Regions from separate parts of the Mus musculus genome. Here all the other regions are linked to region 1. Evidence: chromatin contacts called from public Hi-C and promoter capture Hi-C data. All regions are on one chromosome and are shown on one strand. The core of a region is the stretch at or near the end of the contact, and the rest is flanking DNA. Distances in the headings are between cores, read along the strand shown. Region 1 holds the start of Arrdc4 (arrestin domain containing 4). Region 2 overlaps Gm29683 (predicted gene, 29683). Region 3 holds the start of Ttc23 (tetratricopeptide repeat domain 23).

Region 1 (3,215 bases), core at 236-2,735:
CAGTGGATGGCCTCTGCTCAAATGTATGAGCAGCACAGATAGAGCACCAGTGAGCTCTATGACAGCAAACCACACTTTAAATTAAATCAACAATTTTGAAAAGAGGACGTGAAGTTAGAATATGGAGGTAAGTATGCGTTTGGAAGGAGTTAGGGGAGGAATGGGGGTAGAATATGAGCAAATATACTGCATGCATGCATGGACTTCTTCAAGAATAGAAATATTATACAAATGAATAAATAGATAGATAACAATAAAAATGCCCGTGTTGATCATCTAAACTCAAAAGAGTGCAGTAAAACAACCTATACTTTCAGAGCCTTGGAAAGAAAATATCCTTCAGTTTCAATTTTCAATTATCAAACCTTGATAACAGCTTACGCACTTAGAATTTTAACGAGGGGAAATAAAGGATTACAAATTGATAGACAAATAATTACACATATTTAAATATTCTAGATACCAAAAGGCTATCTAGAACGGTGTGAATTAAAAAGAAACCAGCAAGAAGAGCTGTGGGTTTGGGGAACAAGTCACGGAGACAGCTGGGCATGTTCTAGGACTATGATCCCGGGGTTACGAAATCCTTTTGGGTGGGGCACTTGTGTGTCAAGTATCGATCTTTTTTTCCAGACATAATATTTGCACACTTTACAACTTATGCATGTATATAACGACCAAATAGAGTATTATTCAGTCAATAATGGAGTCCTTCTGTTTGCATCAGCACCAATAAGTGGCAGGTGCTGTTTTAAAACCACGACCTTATTTAGAGGCAGAAGAACCAGAGACGGAGTCTGGCTGGACTTCAGCAACCAGGAACAGAACTTCTCAGGACAAAAGCACTAAGAATCACAGCATTCTTCCAAGACATTGGCTCTCAGCTAGTACAGGAATTCTGTCTGAGACCCAAAGAGGTGTGGCTCAGAATCATGAAAGTTAGCAGATTCTGATATCTGCTTTAAAGTTCCAAGGCAGCCAGCATAAAGCGAGACTCCTGAGTTCCATTTTCCAAGAAACCTTTTGCTGGGCACTCTGCAGAAGTAATCTTAAACTGGGCCTGCTGCAGCCACAAGTTCATGTTCTAGTACAAACTACTCTAGCCTCTCTGAGCTGGAAAGCCCGCCCCCACTATAACCATAGCAACGCTGACACCAATGCGCCGGTGAGCCGGGAACCGCCCCCTCCCTAACAGATATTGTTTCCCATCCTCTGTCCACATGGGCGCACTGCCTCACTATTGGTCTGTGGCCCAGGACTGTGCCTTGCTCCCACCAATAAAGGTCCTGTGCACGTGCACTATGGTGTCTCCCGATTGGTGAAGCCCTCCTGATCACGCACCACCGTCCTGCTCAGCCTGGTGTGGGGGCGCCAATGAAATGACTAAGTGGCCATGTACAGCCAATGGGAAAGAAGCAGGTTTCGCGACTGGCCAATGGCAGTGCTCTGTAGGCGGGCCGTGTCAGCCCCTTTCCAGTCCCAGTGGGGTGTGTTAAAGAGACAGGGCCCCAGTGCGGGTGTTTCACCCGGCTGGGCGCTGTGGCCGTAGTGGCCCTGGGTGTGCGGCCGGCGCCCGTGACAGCAGCGTCGCGGAGCCGGCTACCCCGACCTGGGGCCACTGCGGATCTTGGTGGCAGAGCCGCATCGCCTGGCGGAATGGGAGGCGAGGCGGGAGCCGATGGTCCTCGGGGCCGTGTCAAGAGCTTGGGGCTAGTGTTCGAAGATGAGAGCAAGGGCTGCTACTCAAGCGGCGAGACAGTGGCCGGGCACGTGCTGCTGGAGGCGGCAGAGCCGGTGGCCCTGCGCGGACTGCGCCTGGAGGCCCAGGGCCGTGCCACCTCTGCCTGGGGCCCGAGCGCTGGGGCCAGGGTCTGCATCGGTGGGGGCTCTCCCGCAGCCTCCTCAGAAGTGGAATACTTGAACCTGCGGTTGAGTCTGCTGGAGGCCCCAGCTGGTGAGCTTGGAGATCCCCAGGGAGGGGGGCGGGAAGGGGCGCGTCCCTGGGTGCTGGGTGGCACTGAGGGAAGCTTCTGGAAGGGGAGTCATCTGCTGTCACGGGGGAAGGGCAGGAGGCCAAGCCTGTGCCCCTACCTGGCTTCTAGGAGGAGGCCAGACCCTTTTGTGTTGGTGTGTACCTTTGAACTTAGCTTCCTGCGATCTTCTAGTAACCTATTACAGAATCGTTGCCATGGAAACCCGCCATCTGACTGTCTGGGTTCTAGGTCCTTCCTCACCTGGAGGCATGGAAGGTGGAATTGGTGACATTCTGTTATGTGGTGCCCAGAGTTTGATGGCCTGCTGCTCCTGCCTGTCCTGGCCCTAGACACTCCCGGGTTCATGATGATTTACAGAAAACTAAATCTTGGGAAAAGGGAAGTGGTACTTGGGTAGTTCGAGAGAAGTGTCTCCTCACTGGGGAACATGAATCTCACTAAGAGCCATCCATTGCTGTAGCTCCCCTTCCTCTTACCTCTCCCCATTCAGAAAGGCCTTTGCAGACAATGCCTGCCATCTGGGCCATTTCTGACTTTTCCAGAAGTGCCCATGCATATGTATGTTGGGTTCATGTGATTGCATTTCATCATGAAAATGCTAGTAACCGTGAGTCAGTCTTCTCTCAGTGGAAACTATTGTAAACTTCTATCTGTCTGCCTCATCATCTTGGACCTATCAAATGCCTTAAGCTTACTACCTAGTGCATCGTATCCTCCTGTGGAGAAGTACAATGGTGTCCAGATAAATCCTCAAATATGTGCCTAACGAGAGCTGTATTTTGGATAATGGGGTGTGGCAGGTGAGAGCTCTACCTGCTTTAATGTCCTTTCCTCACTGTGGATTCCAGGAGTCTTTTCTCCCAGTGATTAATAACCAACAAGGATGTTAAAGGTGGCTGACTGGAGGGAAGGCCGTGGCAGCGAGAGGTAACCAGGTTTCTGTTTAAGATTCGGCCCCTGCGCCTGTAAGGATGAGAACTGAACGCTGCTTTGGTAACATCTGGGCTAACAAATAGGTTTTGACTCACAAGTAAGATCTTGTTGCTTTGTTCTAATGAAACAGCTACATCTAGACAGCTGCCAGTTTTCCTAGAATGTGTTAGCAATGGTTATAGTTTGCTTAAAGTCAGCTTTTATTTAAGGAGTGGGGGAACATTTCCCCCACATACTTACAACTTGGAAGAACTTAGCAACTTGACACAGATTCTCAGGGTCATTAAC
Region 2 (3,215 bases), core at 328-2,827, 1.6 Mb before region 1:
CTCCTGGACCAGCCAGGTCGAAGCGATGAAACAGCAACTTCTTCTTCTTCTTTTTTTCCCCCTGGCAGGGAGGAGGGAAATTCGTCGGAGGAGGTCGGTGGAGACTCCTCCTTCGCTCCGCCCGGAGGCAGCCAGAGCTCCGCTAGCGGTGCGTCTCCGCCCGCCCGAGCGTTTCCATAAATCAGGCCGCTGGCAGGCTGCTAATTAGCTCCGGCCGAAAAGAATGAGAGTTCTGTAGCACACGGTGGGTTGGGAGTGGGGGCCCAGTAGGTGGGAGATCAGAATTCCCCAGGATTAACGGGGGGACTCCTTGGGGGCATCTCCGCGCTCCCTGCCCGAGCCACCTCCGATCACCTCCTGCCAGCAAAGGCCCGCAAGTTCGGGCCTCCAGATCCCGCGCCTCCCGCACTGCGCGCACCTCTGCAGTCGACCTGGCCCGCCCACCCACGCCGAGGCCCCCTCTCCCACTCGCTGAGCATGCCTGGCGTTAATTAACTCCCCCTTCACCCGGTGCAGTATCGGAAGACTTTCAAAACTCGTCCCAAAGTGTTTCCTTCTCAAGCCTGAAGGCAGCGTTTGGAACGACCCGCAGAAAAGGGGGGCGGGGTGTGGATCTGGGGGAAGGGTTGGTTGCACCGGGATTTGAGATAACAAGACTTCCCCAGCGATTGTGTGGGTAGAGGGATGGGCTGTTGTAACCTCATCCCCTCTCCCCTAGTGAAAAGGCAAGACGGTCAGGGAAGATTAAAAATAACATTAAAGTTGGATTATTGATTTCCATGTAAATTGCCAGCCGAGAGAGCTACTTCTGTTTATTTTCTCTTTTCCTCCCCCACGCTTCTCTAAGCCCTCTGGGCTCTGCGCCCTCGGAGCCATTCCCACCCTCCTTAGGGACGAGACTCCTAGATGACATCACCAAGGAGAACGGCGGCCTCCCCGCCCCTGGCCTCAAGACCCCTGAGCAGAGATTGACAGGTGTCTCTAGCAAAGACAATGCCTTCCAGGTGTCAGTATTCCCGTTCCACCCCTCCCACTCCGCCCTCTTTGCTCCTTTCCCTTAACAACTCTCCTACCCACCCACTCTTCCTCCACGAGGCTTGTTCCTACCCCACCCCCACCCCCAACTCCTTGCTCTTTGCATCTGGGCACTAAGCTTCAGGTCCTGAGACTTAGGCAGGGAGCCGACGCCGAGGGGCCCGGATGGCGCTGGTGTTGTTTGTGCCCGAGGGGGAGGCCAATCCGAGATGCCAAAGGCTCGAGTGAGGGTCCAGGAGGTGGCAGGGCCCAAAGCGGGTAAAGGGTAACCGAGTGAGCATTTTCAAGGAGCCAGCTCAGTCTCTAGATTTCTGTCTTGACGTTATTCTCTACCCTCCACCCGCGATCTCTCCTCTTCTCTTCTCTCTCTCTCTCTCTCTCTCTCTCTCTCTCTCTCTCTCTCTCTCTCTCACACACACACACACACACACACACACACACACACACACACACTATAACAGACGCGAAGATAATCCCACCATCTGGCAAATCCCAAATTTGGCGGCCAGGCTAGGAAAGCAACAGCGACATCTCATCCGGAGAGTGGGTGTCTGGTCCTGCCCCACTCCCCGGAACTGGGGAAAGGGCGCTCGGCTTTGCACTCACTAGTCCCCATCTCTTCAACGTCCTTGCCCTGGCCTGGTAATCTTGGGTGCTTTCTCCTCATCTGAGCAACTACTTTGGGATTCAGAAGAGAGGTGATGCAGTTAGGGTTCTTCCGCCGAGCAATGAACTGAAACCCAAATTCAGCTTTATTATGTATAACCGAATGTAATTCATAGCTAGGTGGCCTGTCGTCGGCGATTTAAATCGCCTGGTGATAAGGATCGCACTTATTAGATTTCTTCAAAGACACTGGGGGTTTCTATCTCTCTCTCTCTCTCTCTCTTTTTAAAGGAGGGCATTTGTGCTAAATTGCCCAGTGCTGGTGTGATAACTGTCAAAAGTTTGACATCAAAGGGGCTAATATTATTCAGTTACCAGAGAAGCTGTCTGTCTAAATAAGAATATCTTAATTACAGCATCACAAAGGTAGAAAAGGGGTCGAAACTGAAAGGGGAGAGGTATCCAGCCTCCTCCTTTGATGCGCTATCTATATTACACGGATGCGTGTTCTTAATCAGGCCTAGTCCGATTTCCTTCCCTCTCCCCTTCGGTTCTCTGAACTTTATAACTATATGTAAACACGGCGTCACTGAGGACATAATCTTCTTGGGTTCTTATTAGAAGAAATTTCCATCCTCTCCCGTTCTAGATTAGGCAGTGGAGTCCGCTCCATCAATGAAGGGACGAAGGTTTCGTGGACAATAATGTGGCAATTGTTGATGGTTTGTGACCCATAAAATGTGGAGGTGACTGTTCTGGCTTTGGTATGTAATTATGCAAAACACTTTCCATAAAGACTTGCCATTCGATCTAATGGCAGTTCCTCTGGTCTATTTCAAAAAAGGGAGGGCCCATGTACGGAGAGAGGAAAGTAACATTTGTTTTAACACAGGTTTTATGGGTGTGTGTGGTATGGAGGGAGATAAATACAAACACGTCCTATCTCTGCCCAAAGTATTTTTTTCAGTCAAATTAAAATAATTACGAGGGGGTTTAATAAGTTAATCATAGCAACACGGCATCCAAACACGTAGAGGGGGTGTCAGCCCACCTTCTCTGGACCCGGGACTGCTTCATATTGGTGATTCATCCCCAGGGTCTGCTTGGGCGCAGTTTTGTCTCTGTCTCAACTTATTCAACAGGGCAACCTGTTGGGCTCTAAAACTCCTGTCAGAGGCTGAAACCAAGACAAGGGCCTCCAATGTCTTCACCCTAGTGCCTTGTAGGTGGAATATTTATTTGGCAGAGAGCATTTAAATATAGCAGTTCTATTTTAGGAATTATGCCCATCTACTCCCCCTCAGTACCCTTTATCCCCACTGTAGCAGGGCAAGATTGAATGAATGTCCAGGGCAGGAGTCACTGATTTGGAAAGAAAATTTAAACTCAGTACACTCAGGGATGCACGGGCCCCAAACTGGGCATGTTTGAACCATGGAATGTTCCCCCGCCCCCCTGCACTTTCTGAGATTTTGTTTTGTTTTAAATAAAAATAAAAGGAATCTAAAAGGCCAGGAGGAAAATAAAGTGGAATCAAATGGAGGGTCATCATTGGTCTACAGCCAGCACTGACT
Region 3 (3,215 bases), core at 339-2,838, 1.1 Mb after region 1:
CAATATACACTCAGTGCTAAATGAAAACTTCCTGGTGCTTTTCAGATGCCCCAAGGGAATGCATCAGGATTTATGTAAACCAACGAAGGTAAATAAAGATCCTTAATCAAAATGTCTCAAGAGACTTGGCTATAGATCTGTACGACAATTGAGATTACTAAGCTCTGGCCTTTGCCCTGGCACAATCTTAAACTGCAATTTTCATATTGAAAACCCACAACTGAACTCCTTAATTCTAGTGACTGGTTCTTCATGTAAATTCCTGTGCTTTTTTTTTTTTTAAGTTATTTAAATAAAGCATTATTATCTTTTTAACCATGGTTTTCAATGAACCTCTTGCTGCAATCAGAGGCAGCTCTGTCAAGGCCGCAGCAGCCTTGTAGAGTGTTACTTCCCTCTCCTGTGCCTACTGCAAATCCAAGGGCTCTGAGCTCCTGATGCACGAAGCATCACAGGTTGAGAGATGGCTCAGTGGTTAAGAGCACTGACTGTTCTTCTGGAGGTCCTGAGTTCAAATCTCAGCAACCACATGGTGGCTCACGGCCATCTGTAATGGGGATCCGATTCTTTCCTCTGGGGTGTCTGAAGACAGCTACAGTGTACTTACATATAATGATAATAAAATCTTAAAAAAGAAGAAATATGTAGACTCTTTCATTGAAAGTCTCTGAGCCCCGTTTGTCCAGAGCCTTGGTGTGAACTTCTGGAGTTTTACTGTTTTATGTCCTCATAGGCAAATTAAGTGTGACAATATAAGAAACAGTTCTAATATATTCCCGAACTTTATATTTTAATATTAATTAAAGTACCTCTGAGAACATGAATACTGGATTTCTTTTTGGGAGAATTTATCCACTTGCTGATTCTGATATAGCATACACAAAATTAGGTTTTGCTTGGTCATAGGCAAATCCACTCCTTAATTTTCAACTTTACAAATATTTGCCCAATTTGAGTTCAAAGTCAACTGTAATTTTTCTTCTCTAAGCAGATGGCTTGCATATTAGGTCTGTTACAATGCACAGACCCAACTATCCATTTGATTAAAAAAACCAAAAATATGAAATGTCTAAATCCACATTAAAGCAACAAATAACGGCAAAGCACAACTTTTTTTGACGCAAAATATGATCCACAATTAATTTTACTTACCTTACAAAATTCCACTGATAACCTGGGAATTGCATTTCCACCTTCATTCTAAAGACAAAAGAGCTCTGATGCCTCTCCCTCCAGCCACGCTCAGCACCAGGTGTTTCCTCTGGTTTTCTTTGGACGTTCCTTTAAAACTAGCAAAACAAAACACCTGGAAAGTTTCCTTAAGGCTCAGTATCTGCAACTTTGTCGTAAAATCCTTTGTGAGTTTAGCGGTCCCATGGAGAGAGAGTCCTTTTCCTTTTCACAGTTCTCTTGAAAATCTGAGTTGCCAATTTGGCTCCCTCTGTATCAAGTTAAGGATTCTACAGCCTGATAACCACAGACAAGTCTAAACAGAGCAGTTTCGTCCTAAAAAAAACCCAGCATTTTTCCATAAAGCAACCCGGTACTTAACAAAACTCCAGGCCAAAGAAAGAATGATAGCTTCTTCACCAATAGGGAGTGGAGAAGAGAAGTTTGTCAAACTTTGTAATCCAATCCCTGGAAGCCAGAGGTGGGAATTTTAGATCAGGGGCAGCCTTTTCCTTGGAATTTTCTTAAAGTGGTATCGCTGACTTGTTGAAGTTAAAAGTTGCCAGAGATTGTAAAATAAATAAATAAATAAATAAATAAATAAATAAATATTTTAAAAAATCCATTTAGAGTCTTATTTTTTAAATATGTAAATTGATCTTCCGCAAAACAACTAAATTTCTAACAGTGGTCATACTATCAATATAGGAATTTTAACATCAATTTGGAGAGGGAGTAAAAGCTATTTTAACATGATTCACTTTTCATGAGCAAAATTTGGACCTCAATGTGCAAAATTAAGACAAAAACTAAGAAGCTGACTCCAGAAATGTTTTCTATTATTCCTTTTCTTGTGAACTCCAATTATTAGTATTATATATACATGTATATTGAAATCATAATTACATCGCTTCCCTTTTCTTCCCTTCTGACCAAGCCTCCCATGTAGCCCTCCTTTGCTCTCTTTCATATTCATGGCCTCTTTTTTCTTTAATTGTTGTTGTTAGTTGAGAGAGAGAGAGTTTTCAGGGCTGGCCATTTGGTATTGGTTAATCAGTTGATGTGCTTTTCCTGGGGGAATACTATTTCTCCTGAGCTCAGCATTCTTTAGTTACCTGTAGTGTCATATTATTTTTACTTACAGATAATTAGATAGATGGCTGGATAGTTAAAATAAGGATGCCTAACAAGAAGCCCCTATGCAAATTAACAAACATCCTTTTGTTTTTGTTTTGTCGAGCCAGGACTGATCAAAAGCTCATCAATTTTTTTTAAAGGACAAAGAATAAGGTTTTCTGTTTGTTTTTAAAAAGATGTATTTATTTTATGTATGTGCATACACTGTCTCTCTCTTCAGACAACCCAGAAGAAGGCATCCGAGTCCATCAGATTAATTAGATGGTTGCGAGACACCATGTGGTTGCTGGAAATTGAACTGAGGACCTCTGAAAGAGGAGTCAGTGCTCTTAACCCCTGGGCCATCTCTCCAACCCCCAAAGGGTAAGTCCTAATGGGGGGCGGGGGATGGATTTGAGACACCTCATGTACATAATGGGTTTCGTCAAACAATAGAGTTAAGTCTTAGAGGAAATTTTAAAGATCGAAAGTTGTTGCATCTCTGTGCACTGCATTTAAAAAAATGTTCACTTTTCTTCCCTGGTACTGGGGCTTGACCTGAGTGCCTCTACTGAGCTACGCACCTGCACCCTTTCTTTTTGAAATACTTGTGATTGGTTTCACCTACAGCCTCAGCCTTAGAGTAGCAGAGGCTTGCTGCATCAGAACAATCGGGTTTTTAGTCTTAAGGTATTCATCGACCGTCTACTTAGCCATACAGGAACTGCCAGGTTATTTCACCAAATTGTGATTGTCCTCAGTTATTTCTCACACTAGGGCCTGTTTCTTTTTAAATTTTTATTTACGAGGCAGTGCCTTCACGTAGCTGAGGCTGGCCTTTACTCCTGTCTCCACTTTCAGATCACTGGGATTCAGGCGTGCAGCACCATGCCTGCGCCACGCTTGTCTAAAGGTAGACACCACCTTCG

The links. Hi-C and Micro-C count contacts between places; a contact is called where the count stands out from the background. Capture Hi-C pulls out chosen DNA fragments and counts their contacts.
Region 2: a contact with region 1 is called in a Hi-C map of uterus, with 6 times the contacts expected there. The contact joins the enhancer-like site here to the promoter of Arrdc4 in region 1. A contact is called at or near these places in 1 of 39 promoter capture datasets (embryonic stem cells), 1 of 484 Hi-C or Micro-C datasets (uterus) and 1 of 115 datasets of contacts at active chromatin or transcription factors (embryonic forebrain).
Region 3: a promoter capture Hi-C map of adipose tissue shows a contact between it and region 1, with 3 times the contacts expected there. The contact joins the promoter of Ttc23 here to the promoter of Arrdc4 in region 1. A contact is called at or near these places in 1 of 39 promoter capture datasets (cranial neural crest), 1 of 484 Hi-C or Micro-C datasets (CD4 T cells) and 2 of 9 other capture datasets (adipose tissue and liver).

Annotation. Positions count from the first base shown.
Region 1 is chr7:68,747,508-68,750,722 of GRCm38.p6, reverse strand. It overlaps Arrdc4 (arrestin domain containing 4), which reads left to right and starts at 1,485. Exons shown (of 8, transcript NM_001042592.2): 1 at 1,485-1,954. The coding sequence starts at 1,657.
Region 2 is chr7:70,328,818-70,332,032 of GRCm38.p6, reverse strand. All of the region lies in intron 1 of Gm29683 (predicted gene, 29683), which reads left to right. Among named protein-coding and RNA genes, the nearest start is that of Gm29683, 7.4 kb to the left of the region's middle. Within about 2 kb of position 1,577, at least 104 of the 459 cell types and tissues checked have an H3K27ac peak or open chromatin away from gene starts, as enhancers often do. A contact at or near this core is called in embryonic forebrain and uterus, where this site is marked.
Region 3 is chr7:67,645,783-67,648,997 of GRCm38.p6, reverse strand. It overlaps Ttc23 (tetratricopeptide repeat domain 23), which reads right to left and starts at 1,588. Exons shown (of 11, transcript NM_001168475.1): 1 at 1,153-1,588.